Regions from separate parts of the Mus musculus genome. Here region 1 is linked to region 2. A link is a contact called in public Hi-C data. All regions are on one chromosome and are shown on one strand. Each heading gives the region's core, a stretch centred on a gene start, on an enhancer-like site or on the middle of the called end of the contact. The rest is flanking DNA. Distances are from core to core; before and after follow the strand shown. Region 1 has its middle 200 kb from the start of Gm25173. Region 2 has its middle 100 kb from the start of Gm42264.

Region 1 (7,441 bases), core at 804-3,303, 560 kb after region 2:
AAATTATATGAATACTTTGTCCATAGAAAACTTGGTATATTAATACATTAAATATTTATGAAATTTCTATAATAGTTGAAGTATGATCTTAAATCTAATTATGCTATCTAATGCATACATGCATGAACATTCATGAAAGGGAATTAGCTTTATATCAAGAGTTAAAAAAAAATCTATCTATGATGCTATTGGTCTACATTTCCTGCTATAGTTGCTTAGTTGCTGATCTTCCTCTCCATCTTCAATGTATCCTTAGAGTTCTATTTCATTGTACTAAATAATATCCTGCTGAAGTGCGTTCATTGTGGAAACACTGTGGGTCTTATTTGAGGCAGAGTGAACTTTTGGGTTTTCATATAGTTGCTTTGTAAGTAATTGGAGTGAATATAATTATAGTTTTAAAGTGTTCAGAGAAATTGCAATTGCCACAACCTTAAGAAAATCCATGTAGGATATACTTGGAATTATAAGGAAACATTCAGAGAATTAAATGTTTTATAAATGCCATATGTGTCTTTTAGTATTTCTAGGGCATTAAAGTAACCAAAGTTTTAGTAACTAGTCTAGTAAACTGTGGTGTCTTCAATAGTTCCCATCTTCATTTGCAATCCAATAAGCATCTGATAAAGTCATTCAAGCAACAGTTTTTAATTGAGCCAGATATGTTCTGAAAAAAATACCAAATAAGTTAAACTTCAATACGATTCTCAATGTTTTAAATTAAACTATAATGAATGTCATTAGATTGATTTCAAGTAGAGTAGTACATATGAATCATTGCGGCAGTGATATATTTTAGGGTTTCAAATATATGTAAGTGGAATTTTTTATTAAAAAAGTTTCAGAGAAAAATTTTGGATTATTTTTCCCTTATATAGTACATATACAGCTGTGATGACCTCATTTGGAGTGCAAAATCCCTAGGTAAATGGTAAAAACAATAGTCAACTTTCTGCCCTCCGGAGAGTAATTATTAGAACAACCTCTGTAATCAGCACATTGGAACATATGGTAGCCAGAGGGCTTCATCCTAGTTATGAGTGTTGATAAATAGCCCAGGGAATTCACAGTAGCCATGCACAGGAGAAAGCATCTACCATGTCTACACCCAAGTGATGTTGCTTTGAGCATTATTTTCTGGCTGAGTGGCAAAGCATTCAGTTATTTTAAACATTAAAACTTGCCTTCCAACAAATCCTTAAACTTTGTAAATCATTAGAAATCCAAAATAAAATGATTTGAGACTATATGCCCTTTAATTTTACGTGGCCATTTGATCACTTCTTTTTCTGTCCCAACCTTTGGAAAATGTATTCCTAAGGCACAAGAGTATAAGAAATGCAGTACTAGTGCATGAAAAAGTATGCTGTGAAAACAACCGCATTTTATAATTAGGTAGATGAGCAATTAATGTTCACTATATAAAAATTGTAAAGTCAGAAATGAGTAGGACTACATTTTCATATATAGACTGTTCAAACTCTTGTATATTAAAGACCCTAGTGATATCATTAAATTGATGCACACAAATAAATGGTAGAGCTGGAAAATGTAAGTTTTGGGTCACAAAAGCTGAGGAGGTAATGTGCTCCAGAATGCAGAGTCACAGAGCAGATTCTATCCAAAATTAACCAGATGGCTTGGGGGTAGGAATCTGGTGTTCCTGTCCTTGCTATCCAGGGACAGCGGGGAAATCCATCAGCTATGTGCTCTGTGCCCTAAATCTCTTCTCAGCTGAACTGTACTTTCTCTGCTTAAAGTTAGTAATAATATTTTTCTAATGTGCTATTTTACAAAGTTTTTTTTTAGTGAGCAAAGCAAACAAGTTTGACTTACTAAGAGCTAAAATCTGAAAGCATAAATGAATTTCATTTTAAAATTGTATTACTTAGAATTCCAGTAACAAAAGACTGAATTGCTTTATTTGTGAGTTCAGAATCATTGCAATAATAAAATAAGAAGCTCAAGGTACAAAAGCAACCCACTCAGTAGAAAAGGATGCCAAATATGGCCACAATCTCTTAATCATATTTGCTACTAACAAGGCTAATCTTTTTTTTTCCAGGTCAATGTCTGCATCACAAAGAGGAAAAAGTGGTAAGAGAGGTGATGACTGTTTCACACTTGTCTCAAAATTGAAAAAAGTAGCATTTTCTTACACACATTTTCAAAGTTATCATAGTTGCTAATTAATGTTGAAATATCTTGTTTTCCTGAAGATTGCGAGGCAAAATAAAATAAGGGTAGAATGAAAGCAAACTTCGCATGTTATAGCAACTTCAAGCATAGCAACAAAAATTACATCAACTGACATGTCCACTATGAGAATTAGAGGGAACTGGGAAGAAATAGGAAATGATGTAGTTATAACTGAGAAGGAATACATTCATAAATATATAGGTTTGTATATATTCTATGAAGGCAAAGTGTTTTCTTTGAGCACACATTGAAATTACATTCCTAAGTGTTTAGAAAATATATGTAACATACATTTTTAGATACCAAATGACCAAGTAACAATATTTCTTATTTACATACCATCATTGGAAAATCCTATTAATTTCAAATAAGTTCTTTTGTTCTCCAGGATAAACGTCAGATCCCAACCCTACCTCACTGAGACCTGAATTTGGAGGTGATGAAAATGGATGAACATTTTTGTGCACTTTTTTGGAACGGAGATGAAAATATCAGACTGAATTAAAATTCATTCCTTTCTTCTATAAATAGTATCCACTCAATACTGTTATGAGCATGCCATGAGTAAAGACTTTTCTCATCATTAATGAAACATTTTCCTATCCGAATGAACGCTTACTCTAGGAGAAGGTTCATACTGTAAGGCGACTCCAGTACCTCTCACATGAAGTCAAATATATACTTTTCATCAGCTTTCTCATTTGATAACTGATTTATTTGGCATTAAGGAAAAGAATAAAAAGTAAAAGGTGAAAATGCAACAGACATTTCCCATCCTTCATTTCCTGCCCCTCTCTTTCCCTTTCACCTTCTCCTTTCCTTCCCTCATTCCCTCTGTCCTTCCATTTGCTCTCTGTGTCTCTTTATCTTATTTCTTCTTACTACTGTTTTCTTCCTGCCCCAACCCCAACTTTTGCCACCTTAAGTCTTGTGAAGTACAACTGTCTGACCTCACACTTGTAATGATTCTTCAGTCTTTGTGTCAGGATCACAATCAAGTGAATTCACACCTGGCTTTTACATTATATTTCAAATTAAAAATTTATCTATTAAGTTTATTTTATTTTTTATTAGGTATTTTCTTTATATACATTTGAAATGCTATCCGAAAGTTCCCTATACACTCCCCCCTGCCCTGCTCCCCTACCCACCCACTACTGCTTCTTGGCCCTGGCATTCTCCTGTCATATAAAGTTTATGACAGTAGGATTCCTTTAATTCTGTAAGTACTGAAAACAACATTTAGTGACTAAGTTGCTTTCTTTATCATGGCAGATCCGAGACTGGAAAAACTTCTACTATAATATTTCAAAATTCTATAAAATAATATTTTTTAAAAACATGTTAACCATGTATTTTTCAGATATTTATGCAAAGGGCCATTTCTGGACCATCAAGTTAATATTAAGAAATAGTTCATTATCTGCATTTCCAATATTTCATTGTACAAAATCATTATAATTATAATTTATGATGAATTTCTGTGAGTGTATTTCTTATAACCATGAATTGAACAATAACAATTCATATTTCATATTATTAAAAGTTATGACTATCTCCATCATAGAAATACTAGCTTCCCTAACCTGTGTAAAGAAAATTTAATAGATTCAGGAGGTATATACATTCCATTTCTAAAAAGATGGAGTTACATATATGAGGGGGAAATAGAAAAGTCTTTATCAAAAAATGTATTTTAATGATTTGACTGGTTAGATTCTTTGTAGTCTTATACCTATTTATATCCTAGTAAAAGTTGAATCAGCAGCATAATTAGAAGTATGGAAATGATGCAACACATGACAGTTGGTTCAAATACAATGCACTGAATGCATAAGATCAGAATAGTGTTACCTAGGCAAATATAAATTGACATTTTAATGAATGTTTGTGTATTCTAGTTTTTTATTAGTTGAAACAGTCTTCAAATGCCAGTGTGGATATATATATATATATATATACCTTCCTGCAAGTTTTGATGCCTGGGAGAGAAGTTTAATACTATTTATTGTTGTTTTATTGTTTTTTGGGGAATGATACTTGCTTTGTGTCATTAGAAAACAAATAGGGCTGAGACAATAAAGGAAATTAAGAGAAGAGGAGAAAGTTAACCCAAATGATTGGTTATGGAGGGGGATACTAATATACATATTGTATGAAAGAAGACAGGAGAATTTTCAAAGTTAAAGGATTAAGCATAAATGAAGGTAGGGGAGCGATAGGAAGGAGGGGATAGGGATTTGTTTAAAAAAAAGAAAATATTTATGTAAAAGGCTTTTGAAAATCCATATTACTTAGAAGGTATAAAGCTATGCTGAACAGTGTGTGGGTCAACTTGTCCTGCCTCCATATAAACTTACTTTATCTTATGAAGTGTAACCTTTATCAGATTCTGGCTCTATGCTATCACACTTCCCATCTCCTAAAAAAAAATAAGCTTCCTATACCATTATTTTTCACAAATTACTCAGTATGTAAAACACAGTTTGCTACAGCAGAAGAAAACAAATAAAAACAGAAATTGATTCTATGACTCTTCTCAGAGCAAACACATGAAAATACTTGTGACTTTGGGTAGAAGCACAATGGGTAGAAGCTGGAAGAATTTTCAGAAAAGTAAGAATTAAGAAAAACTATTAGGCCATGAATTGGCTGCTAAGAGTGATTACAGTGAGAATCCCTCATTCACGAGGGAAAAAGACAAGACTTGCAATTTCTTAAAAATTACATGAGGTTACAGCCAAAATGGAAGTAGAATTATGATCAATATAAAATATCATTTCTGATAAAAATTGGTTAACTTTCTTAGAAATTAAAATAGCAAAAGTTTTCAAAGTGCATAGTTCATTTTAAACTTGTAACTGGTATGTTACACATATAAGTGATAGGTTATGTTTCCATAAGTGGATTCATGTGTAGTGTTTCCATCAGGTTAATCATGTGCATCAACTCAAACACTTAGCACTTGCTTTCAGAATTCTTGTGCAGCTTTGCAAACTGAATTATTTTATTTGCAGTCATCCTACTATGAGGTGCAGTTAGTGTTTCTAAACTTGTGGTCCTTTCTCACTGTTTTGGGATTCATCCAGAAACCTTTCACTGTTCCTCCTGTTTTATGTCTCACAGTCCTGTGGACACCACACTACTTTTCAATTTCATGAGATTTATAATTCACGATTCCACACAGGTGAGACCATGTGACACTTGCTTTTCTGTTTGAGAATCATCTCGTTCAATCTGATCTTCTTTCTTTCCATGTTGTCCAGCAGAAAGTTCTCAGGCTTTTCATTACTGAACACTCTTCCATTTTGCACATACCATGTGTGTTAATGCATTTAACAGTTCATGAGAATGGCACTTAAAATGTTTCTCTTTCATCTAAATTTGATGTCCAGTCAACCCCCCAACCAACTGATATTCCAAACATCTCCGTTCTATGAACACTATTTTTCAGCCATTTGAAGTATGATTTTTCATGAAGAAGAAAAAGAAAAAAAAAGAAAAGAAAGAAGAATTACATAGTGAATAGATTTGCAAGAGGTATATAGGAAGGCATGAAAGGAGATGTAGCTTGTGAAAACAAGCTGTTACACCCTGAGCATAGGAGGCAGGTCCTGTGAGGAAAGAGTTCAGAAGCCTTAAAAGCATCATGACATAATAGGCCATGCTAAGCTCAAAGTTTCACCTGGATAATCATGAGGAAACTATTACTGGAGGATACAAACAAAGCAATCAACATAAAAGATGTCACTAAGCTTAAAGGAGCAAACATCTGTGCACAACAAAACCCAACAGATTTATTAAGCACATTTTGGGTTTCTGGATTTTCAATATTCATATGATCGTTCAGAGAACTTTTCTTTAGTGGTTTCAGAAATGGCGAAAGACATCTCTGTTGACCTGACCAGAATGATATGTTTTTCTAATTTTTACATATTGGAAATAAAATTATGATTTTATGATATGTGAGAAAGGCTTTTGTTTTATGTATAGTTTGTTTTATAACAGACAGGATTTCTCAGTAGCCTTGGATATCTGGAAACACATTGACATAGGCTGACCTAGAACTCACAAAAATATATCTGCCTCTGCCTCTGCCTCTGCCTCTGCCTCTGCCTCTGCCTCTGCCTCTGCCTCTGCCTCTGCCTCTGCCTCTGCCTCTGCCTATCTCTGCTTCCCAAGTTCTGGCACTAAAGGCATGTGCTAGCATGCCCAACTGCAAGAAAATCTTAACGTATTCTTGGGATAGGGATCATATATGACATATTGGCCTTAGCAAAATCTTACTAATTATCATGCCTCAACAAAGAGAAGCACCAAGGTACTTGAACATTTCAGGTAATAACTTAATTAATACATGTGAAGAAAAAGCAAGAATGCCACTTGGGTTTTAAATTTTTGTTTATATAAATTTACTGAAGGAAAGGACATCCAGTGAAGAGCCCATGTACAGTCACCAACCCCCAACACTATTGCTGATGTCATGCTGTGTTTGCAGACAGGAGCCTGACATGGCTTTCCTGTGACAGGCTCTACCAGCACTGGACTGAGACTGATACAGATACAGTCAACTATTGGACCAAACCCAGGGACCCCTATAGAAGCTTTAGGGGAAGAACTGAGGTATCTGAAGCAGATTGCAACCCCATAGGAAGAACAATAGTATCAACTAACCAGACTCCTCAGAGCTCCCATGGACTAAGCCACCACAAATCAAAGAACACACATGGACTGGTCTGTGGCACCCACTACATATGTAAGGGAGGGACTACCTTGTCTGACTTTAGTGGGAAGGGATGCCATGTGTGGTCCTGTGGTGGATTGATGCCTCAGAGGAGAACAATGCTTGAGGTGTGTGGTAGGAGTAGGAGGATGGGGAAAGCACCCTTGTAGAGGCAAAGGGAAGAAGGGATGGGGTGAGTGCTCATGGAAGGAGAACCAGGAAGGGGGCATTTGAAAAATAAATAAATACAATCATTTTTTAAAAAATCAAGAAAATAGCAGATTATTAGAAGTTTGAAGAATCAAGAACTTCCCAGTGTAGATATCTTTTTTCAGTATTCTGTTTTTCCAGGATCTGTGATAAGGACATGTGATACTATAGAGGGTAATAATATTGTTTAAAAAATAAGTAATTTTAAGTCAGATCTTGAATAAAATGAAAATTTATTATGGAAGCATTTACCAATGTGCTTCTTTTCTGTAAGCAAAATTATGATAAATTCCACACATAAATTAGCCT
Region 2 (7,471 bases), core at 4,201-6,700:
ATTTATTCATTTATTATTTTTGGTTTTGCTTTGTCTCCCTCCATGATACTTTTTTTGCAAAGATCAAACATGCATTTGTATAAAGTCGTTTAATATGTTTAATAGGACAAGATCTGTTCTGCATTAGTGAGGCCACAGTATACACAGTCATTGCCTCTGTATGCGCATTGATCATGGAGAGTGTAGCTACTGAATAGAAACTTCAGAAACCCTGTAGAAATTTATCCGGTCTGTTCAATTGAAAATGGAGTATTTCCCCATTCCAGAAAATCCCCTAAGCCACGTTTACGTGCCAGCATTGTTTCTTTCTTTCTTTTTTTTTTTTTTTTTGTCTTTGGGTGTCTTAAAATTTCAGGGAGCTGAAAGCTACTGAACCCAATATGTTAGAATATACTACATCTACAAAATATTTTGCTGTGTTAGCATGAGCTCTCTCTCTCTCTCTCTCTCTCTTTCTCACACACACACACACACACACACACACACACTCACACACACACACCCCTGAGCACAAGCACTCTTGTTTAATCTTACATTGATTAAAATGAAGAGTGCAATATTATTCTTCGGTTCATATTCTATTTTAGTTTTTGTAGAGCAGATATCACCAGTATAACAAATGTTTTCTAGTCTTCATTTTGATGAAAGAAAAAAAAACAGATCATATTATATAAGTGTTAAGTGCATCTTATATTGAATACTGATAATCGTAATTTTCTGTGAGTATTTCCTAAGATCAGTCATCTATTTTATGACTGTACACACAGAACTTCGTCGCTTGAACTTTTTCCGCTTTATACATAGACATTTTTATAAAATATTCATAAGAAATTGTTGACTGTAGAACTGTGGCAATTCTCTGGAGTGATCCTGGGAGTTTTTCCGTCAATGAGCTCCATGTGGCTCTGGCAGCATGGGCTACGCTCCATAAATCAGACTAAAACCATTTTATGCTACTTTCTAAAATTACTGCTATCAACAAAACCCATGAGCCTGAATTACTTAATCTATGCAGATGTTGTTAACTGCATTAATTATTTAATTCTGGCAATAAAACAGCAGTTGTATTTGCCTTCATACAGACAAACCATTCACAGGGTTCGCTTTTTGAAAGAATGTGTAATAATATAACCACTAGATGGGAGTAGACAACCTTCCAAGCAATGAACAGTTTGCCACTGGAAGTCCCTAGACTTTGATGTAAGGTAATTCTAGGTTACTGTATCACATTTCTAACCAAAGCTCAAAGAGGATCCTTTGTTAACTATTGGAAGTTACATTGAGATTGAGTTGTTTATGTCAAGAACTGAACTGATCTGAAAACACTTTCCTCTCCAGGGCCAGGATTGTCATCTATATGATTTCACGGTGAGCAAAGGACGCAAAAATATACATTTTTTAATGTCTTTACTGACACAGAACCCACTTTAGATCATAGTTAAGAAACTAGTAGTTTGACAAATTAAATTCTTCGTTTTGAAGTACAGCTGTGTTCTAAAAATAATTACATAAACTAGACCTGAAAGAGAGGAATCGACTAAGCTCCCGCTGTCTTAAGAAAGATGGTTAATTGAATAGTTCATGCACATGTGCTGAATAATAAGCACCTCCAATCAAAGATAAGTATAAAACAAAATGAATGTTTTTAACTGGGTGAGCTGTGCCAGTGAGCCTCGACCGGTCAATGAAGTTATAATTGGTTCTAATTACAACATTTCAAGATGTTAATGATTTTGTTGTTGTCATTGTTAACCTGTATCTAAATCAAGAACAAAGGTAAAATAAAAAAAAAAAAGTTAGAGGAAGTAAACGTAAAATGACGAAGCTGCATAATTCTTTCACCTTAGTAACCATATCCAAAACTCAGATTACTTTCTAGTGAGGCAAAGATGGATGATGCACAAAATGTTCATCTTAAATGGCAGTAAAGTTTTTCCTCAAGAAAAAAACTGTAATCTTAATTTTAAATGTTAAAATGAATCTTGCTCATTTCATTATTGCTCTTACCACCCGTAGCAACACAGGCAGTGCAGTCATCAATATAAGGCAAAGGCTATATTGTCTGTTGAAATCTCAACCCTTACGACTCTTCTCAATTCCTGAAACCTGTCTGATTTTCCCTGTACAGCACTCATCTTCGAATCAGATTTGAGTTTTATGATAGTATGCTTTATTCATTTCTAATTGTTACTTATAGTTCAATTATAGATGTATTCTCTGGTTTCTCTTAATAATATGCTTCAGAAGGTTTTCAAAAATTAATCTCAGACTAGATTTTCTATATTGGATATTGTAACCACATTTTCCTGATTTCAAACTCAGAAGACCACTACTATTCAATTATATCTTCACAGATGTAAATTTTACTCCAGTTTTAATATTTTTTTCAAGTTAAATATTATCATTTTTAAATGGCAAAAATTTAATAATATGTTTTATGGCAATTTTGCAAATTTAAATAACTAAGTAAATGTTAAATATGTCTCTTATGCTATTAGCTTGTAATAATACGTCTGTCAAATTATGAGCAAGAAAAGTTGTCTTTGTAATAGTAGATAATAAATGCAATTTTAAAAGAATATTCTAACTAGATTTAAATATCTTTATCACAGCATTAAGGAAAAAAGAATTATGTAGTAAAAATAGTAAAAATAACATTATTTTTCTTTAATATGTTTTAAAATAACCATTCTAATTCATACAAATGTTAAAATCATATGAAATCAGCTTAGTCTTTCAAATGCAAATGTTACTATGAGCTTTAAGGGGATGGTAAATTGATTTCTGAAAAACAAGGCTATCGCTAGGAAACACATACAAATTTCAATTCAAAATCAAAAGTTATTTAATTATCTTATGTGAATAAGCCTTAACAGAGTTAATATAAAAATTCTTATACTATAATTTAATCATTTTAGTAAGAAAAGTAAAAAAAAAGTTACTAAATGGTTATTGTTCTATCTTAGCTTTAGTTTTAAATAATACAAATATTTTCATGTATAGTTACATTTATTTAAATTTTCCAGTTTTAGTACTATAAGGGTATACATTGATTAATTTTTGGAAGGAATGTAGTACTAAATGTGTTTACATTTTTCTGTTTTCTTTGGCCACCTACATTTTTTGCATAATTTGTTTTAGCATCTTACTGGGCTTTGCACCCTTTACTCTCTGCTTGTTTGAACAGTTACTTTGGACTCTCTTCAGTATAAAACCTCATAATAGCCACAAAAAAATGCACTGAGTGTAAGTGTTCTGCTGTATTTAAACTTTCCTATGTGTCCACTCCTCCATTAATAAAGACTGGCTTAAATATTTTTAACATAATTGAAAAATTTTTTATGTGCATAGTTTTGCTTGCATGTGTGTTTATGCACTGTGTGTGGAAGCCAAGTTTTCTAATCATAGTAAAATGAAAGAGTGAAAGACCTTATTAATTGTAAGTGACTAAATATAACATGTATTTATTCTATTATAATTTCTTAGGTGCTGTTAATATTTTATCTGATAATAGAAACATGGTTTTGCAAATACCCATACATTATATTACCCTATTCCCTTGTAAAATCACATATACTCATATATAAAAATACTCATATATATATACATATATATATATATATATATGTGTGTGTGTGTGTGTGTATAAATACTCATGTTGTAAACAATATATATACTTATATATGAGTATTTTTGGAATTTATGTATCAATTTATCAAAGACAACTTTTGATATTCACAAAAAATTGAGATGTCTTAATAGGAACTACTTAAATCCCTTTATGTATTCTAATTTAGTTCTTGATAGCCAATCTTGAAATCACAGAAAAATCTAAAATGACTCTGCTGTGGATGTAGTCCACACAGGTTTTTTTTTTTTCTCCCCTTTTTCTTTTTCCTATTTCTGGTGTCCATTTTGAAAGAAAAAAAAATGTGTATGCTAAATATGGAAAGAGCAAGCAGTCTTTCCTTGAAACAAGAAAAAATATTAAACTACATTTGTTTGAACATGCCCAAAACAAATTGAATGAAACTGAGGAATATAAGCTGGCTCATTTTTGCTTTTATTTTACTTGCATTATGTCTCCTTGTTTTACATTATTACTGTGTGAGAGAAGATCAAACACTGAAGCTTCAAGTAAGTGCTGCGGCCCCACCCTTCTCATGCTGAGACAAACTTGCAAGTCACCCAACCTGACAGGAATAAGCCACTCCTGTACACATTTTTCCTCCTCCTCCTCCTCCTCCTCCTCCTCCTCCTCCTCCTCCTGCTCCTGCTCCTGCTCCTGCTCCTCCTCCTCCTCCTCCTCCTCCTCCTCCCCCTCCTCCTCCTCCCCCTTATCCTCCCAAATCACAGAAATGTTTTAGGAATTAATGGAATCACTTTTTTAAAAATATATTCTCAACTGGGGAGAAAATGTTCTGAGTAAGTACAATGGGGTGACATAAGGCAAAATATCTTTCTAAAGGAGCAACTGCAAATATGAAAGAGATGGTAAAGCAGGACAGTGAGCATGCAGAGAGAAGCGAGTTGGCGCGTCTGACATTATGCATATAGCACTGCAGCTCTGGAAGGCCCAGTCATGACCGAGAGACAGTGGTACCTGGGGTTTTATACAAGCTCAATAAGTAAAATGGTTTCATTAGGACCTGTGTTCTGTGTGTCTACAATCAGCCTGTGTATTATCACATATAATACCACCAATAGAACAGGCTTTGTTCCTGCATCCGACACTGGGCGTTGTGGTAGAAAAATATATATTCTTCACATACACATATATTTTTTTACCTGTCCACTTCTGTTTACCCAGCTGAGATTACATCTCAAACTACTGTTGGTAAACAGCAAGGAGTGAGAGATTTTTCTCTGCCTTCAAAATGAAAGAAACAGCTAATCTTTCATAAATCCTGAACTTAAACAACGAAACACACAATACACACGGCATTATATTTTATGGTCCATTACAGCGTATCTCACAGATGATTCTTATTCTAATTACACAGAGCTCATGAATGAGAACGTGGGGTGTATTAGAAAAGCCAGAGAACAAGGGCGAGCAAAACTCTGGCTTCAGCACTTCCTGAGAAAGGAGCTCAAGCTGTTGTAAACAATCTGATTTGATTTGGGAATTTTTCAAGCTCTCTTAACATAAACTTCATTTTAATTGCAGAAAAATCTTCCAGAGGGAATGGTTTTATAGTCAACACATAAGGTTTGAAAATCTTGGACTTCCTGCAACAATGGGTTCAAATCCCAACAGTGCCCCCATCCTTTGGTGGTGGCTGAGTTAAGTACCATGCGCATGTATATACATGTGTGAGCGGATATTTTACAGATGAAGCATCCAGAATGAGAGCATTCGTTTCACCGTGTGAAGTTCCCAGTGCAGTTTTCCTAAGAACAGAGTGTGTGGCTCATGAATGACTGCAGCTTCTGGGAACCTTGCCAAAAACCTAGGGAAACCAAGAGTGTGGCTTTGCTCTAAAGGAGATTAAACTCCCTATTTAAAAGCTCCCTATACTCCACCATTGTGAGGCTTACACTCATTACTTTTTCCATGTTAGATGGTGAGTTAATACACATGTCTAACTGCAATATCTTAATTTCCTTCTCCCTCTGTGTCTCAGAGTTAGTGGACTCACTATCACGTGCACCGTTCAGGGTAAGGATTTATAATAGCATGTACCAGATGCTATTGTAGGGGAAATAATATGAGAACTAGACAGAAAGTCCAAAAGAATAACTGACCAACAATAGTTATCATGGCAGGAATGTTAAAATAAATATATTTTAAGGTGTGAGGTGACAACGTAAACTTCTCTTTGGATCACTTAGTTGTCGTTTTCTACATACATACGGAGGTTTCCCATTATCAAGTATTTATAAAATGGATTAAGGGGAAGGATGCGAATGAGGATGCTGTTCATCCTCGTGCATCATTGGTTTACATGTGTGGCTATACATTTATACGTTATAAGCACAAAATATTTGTTAACTTAATCAGAATAGCTGTTAATAACATCTTCTGTTGTCTAATGGATGATGGCATATAGTATACACACACACGTATATGTATATATACATATATATATATATATATATATATATGAAATATGTCCACTTTACGTGACAAATTAACAACTAAATATAACAGATATAACTAATTCTTAAGTGTTTACAATTTTATACAGTGATATTATATCAATGGAGCATATGAAATGTGATTTGAATTATAGCAGAAACAACAATTTTCTGCTTCTGTAGATATTTTCCTGATCATTTCTTTGGATCTCTACTTAAAGAATTGTTATAATTTAATCAGAAATACATAAACAGTAGTATTAATAAATTAGAATACTACTGTTTTCGTCACCTCAAGGTAACATCTAAACTCAGAATCTTTATGGAGATGACATGTTAAAGTCAGTGTAAATGTCATCTGAAAAGCCAGAATGCATCCTAAAACTTAAAGTTTTTTTTTTTTTACTAGTTGTGATTTTTACATTATATTTAGCAATATGGAAGTGCTGAAATGTACAAATAAGGCATAAAATAATTATTCTATAAATATTCCAATAATTAAATTGAAAAAAATAGATTGTAATTAAACAACATTTGGAATTAAAGGTAATACTAAAAACTATTGATATGATTAGACCCTGCAGAAAGCTGATTTTGTAACTTTAAACATTCTGTCTTGAATACGGGCTTTGTATGTTTTATACTCTTGCTTTAAAGAGAACATTGGTTTAGTATTAGAGAAGTCTGGTGCTCAAAATGAGACATTAGCTTTCCTATTCCCCTTTCACTGTATTAAAACAAACCAAAAGAAAATGAAAAAAAACCAAAAAAAAAAAAAAAAACAAAACAAAACTTTGGAGTTGTGGCTATTTACAGCATGATGGCATAATGATATACATAGAGAAAACAAAAACATACAAATGAACTAAATTCTAATATAAATGAGGAATATTAGAAAATCCATATGGTGAAAATTGAAAAATAATTAGCAGGAGTTGTCCTTTGATCTCCATATGTGTATTGTAACTCATAAACACAAATAAATAAATACAAATAAAAATTGAAACAAATTAACCTTAGTATAAAAACACAAAGATCATAAGGATAATTTTTATAATGCTATTTAAAATCAGTGCAAAATATCTGTGGGAAAAAAAAGCATAGATTAGAAGAAATACATATGTGAAGCATATATTTGATAAAAATTATATGTAAAAATAATAGTAGTCAAAAGAAAATGGCCCAAACTTCTATATAAGCATAAAAAATGATGTTTTCACATGAAAGCATAACAAATTACCATAGAGATAAATAAAATTTAAGACTTATACTACATAGTTTTTCAATTTAAATGAAAAATTTCTAAATAGAAAATAATGGTGAAACAAAGTAAAACTTTGAATATGGTGGCATTTTTGGCTTAACTTGGCAAAACAACTTTTAAAAATGT

Evidence for each region. Hi-C and Micro-C count contacts between places; a contact is called where the count stands out from the background.
Region 1: a contact with region 2 is called in a Hi-C map of cerebellar granule neurons, with 2.7 times the contacts expected there. The contact joins two enhancer-like sites. A contact is called at or near these places in 3 of 484 Hi-C or Micro-C datasets (cerebellar granule neurons and cerebellum) and 1 of 115 datasets of contacts at active chromatin or transcription factors (embryonic stem cells).

Annotation. Positions count from the first base shown.
Region 1 is chr4:27,496,473-27,503,913 of GRCm38.p6, forward strand. No RefSeq gene overlaps it. Among named protein-coding and RNA genes, the nearest start is that of Gm25173, 200 kb to the right of the region's middle. Within about 2 kb of position 2,054, at least 6 of the 459 cell types and tissues checked have an H3K27ac peak or open chromatin away from gene starts, as enhancers often do. A contact at or near this core is called in cerebellar granule neurons, where this site is marked.
Region 2 is chr4:26,929,146-26,936,616 of GRCm38.p6, forward strand. No RefSeq gene overlaps it. Among named protein-coding and RNA genes, the nearest start is that of Gm42264, 100 kb to the left of the region's middle. Within about 2 kb of position 5,451, at least 34 of the 459 cell types and tissues checked have an H3K27ac peak or open chromatin away from gene starts, as enhancers often do. A contact at or near this core is called in cerebellar granule neurons, where this site is marked.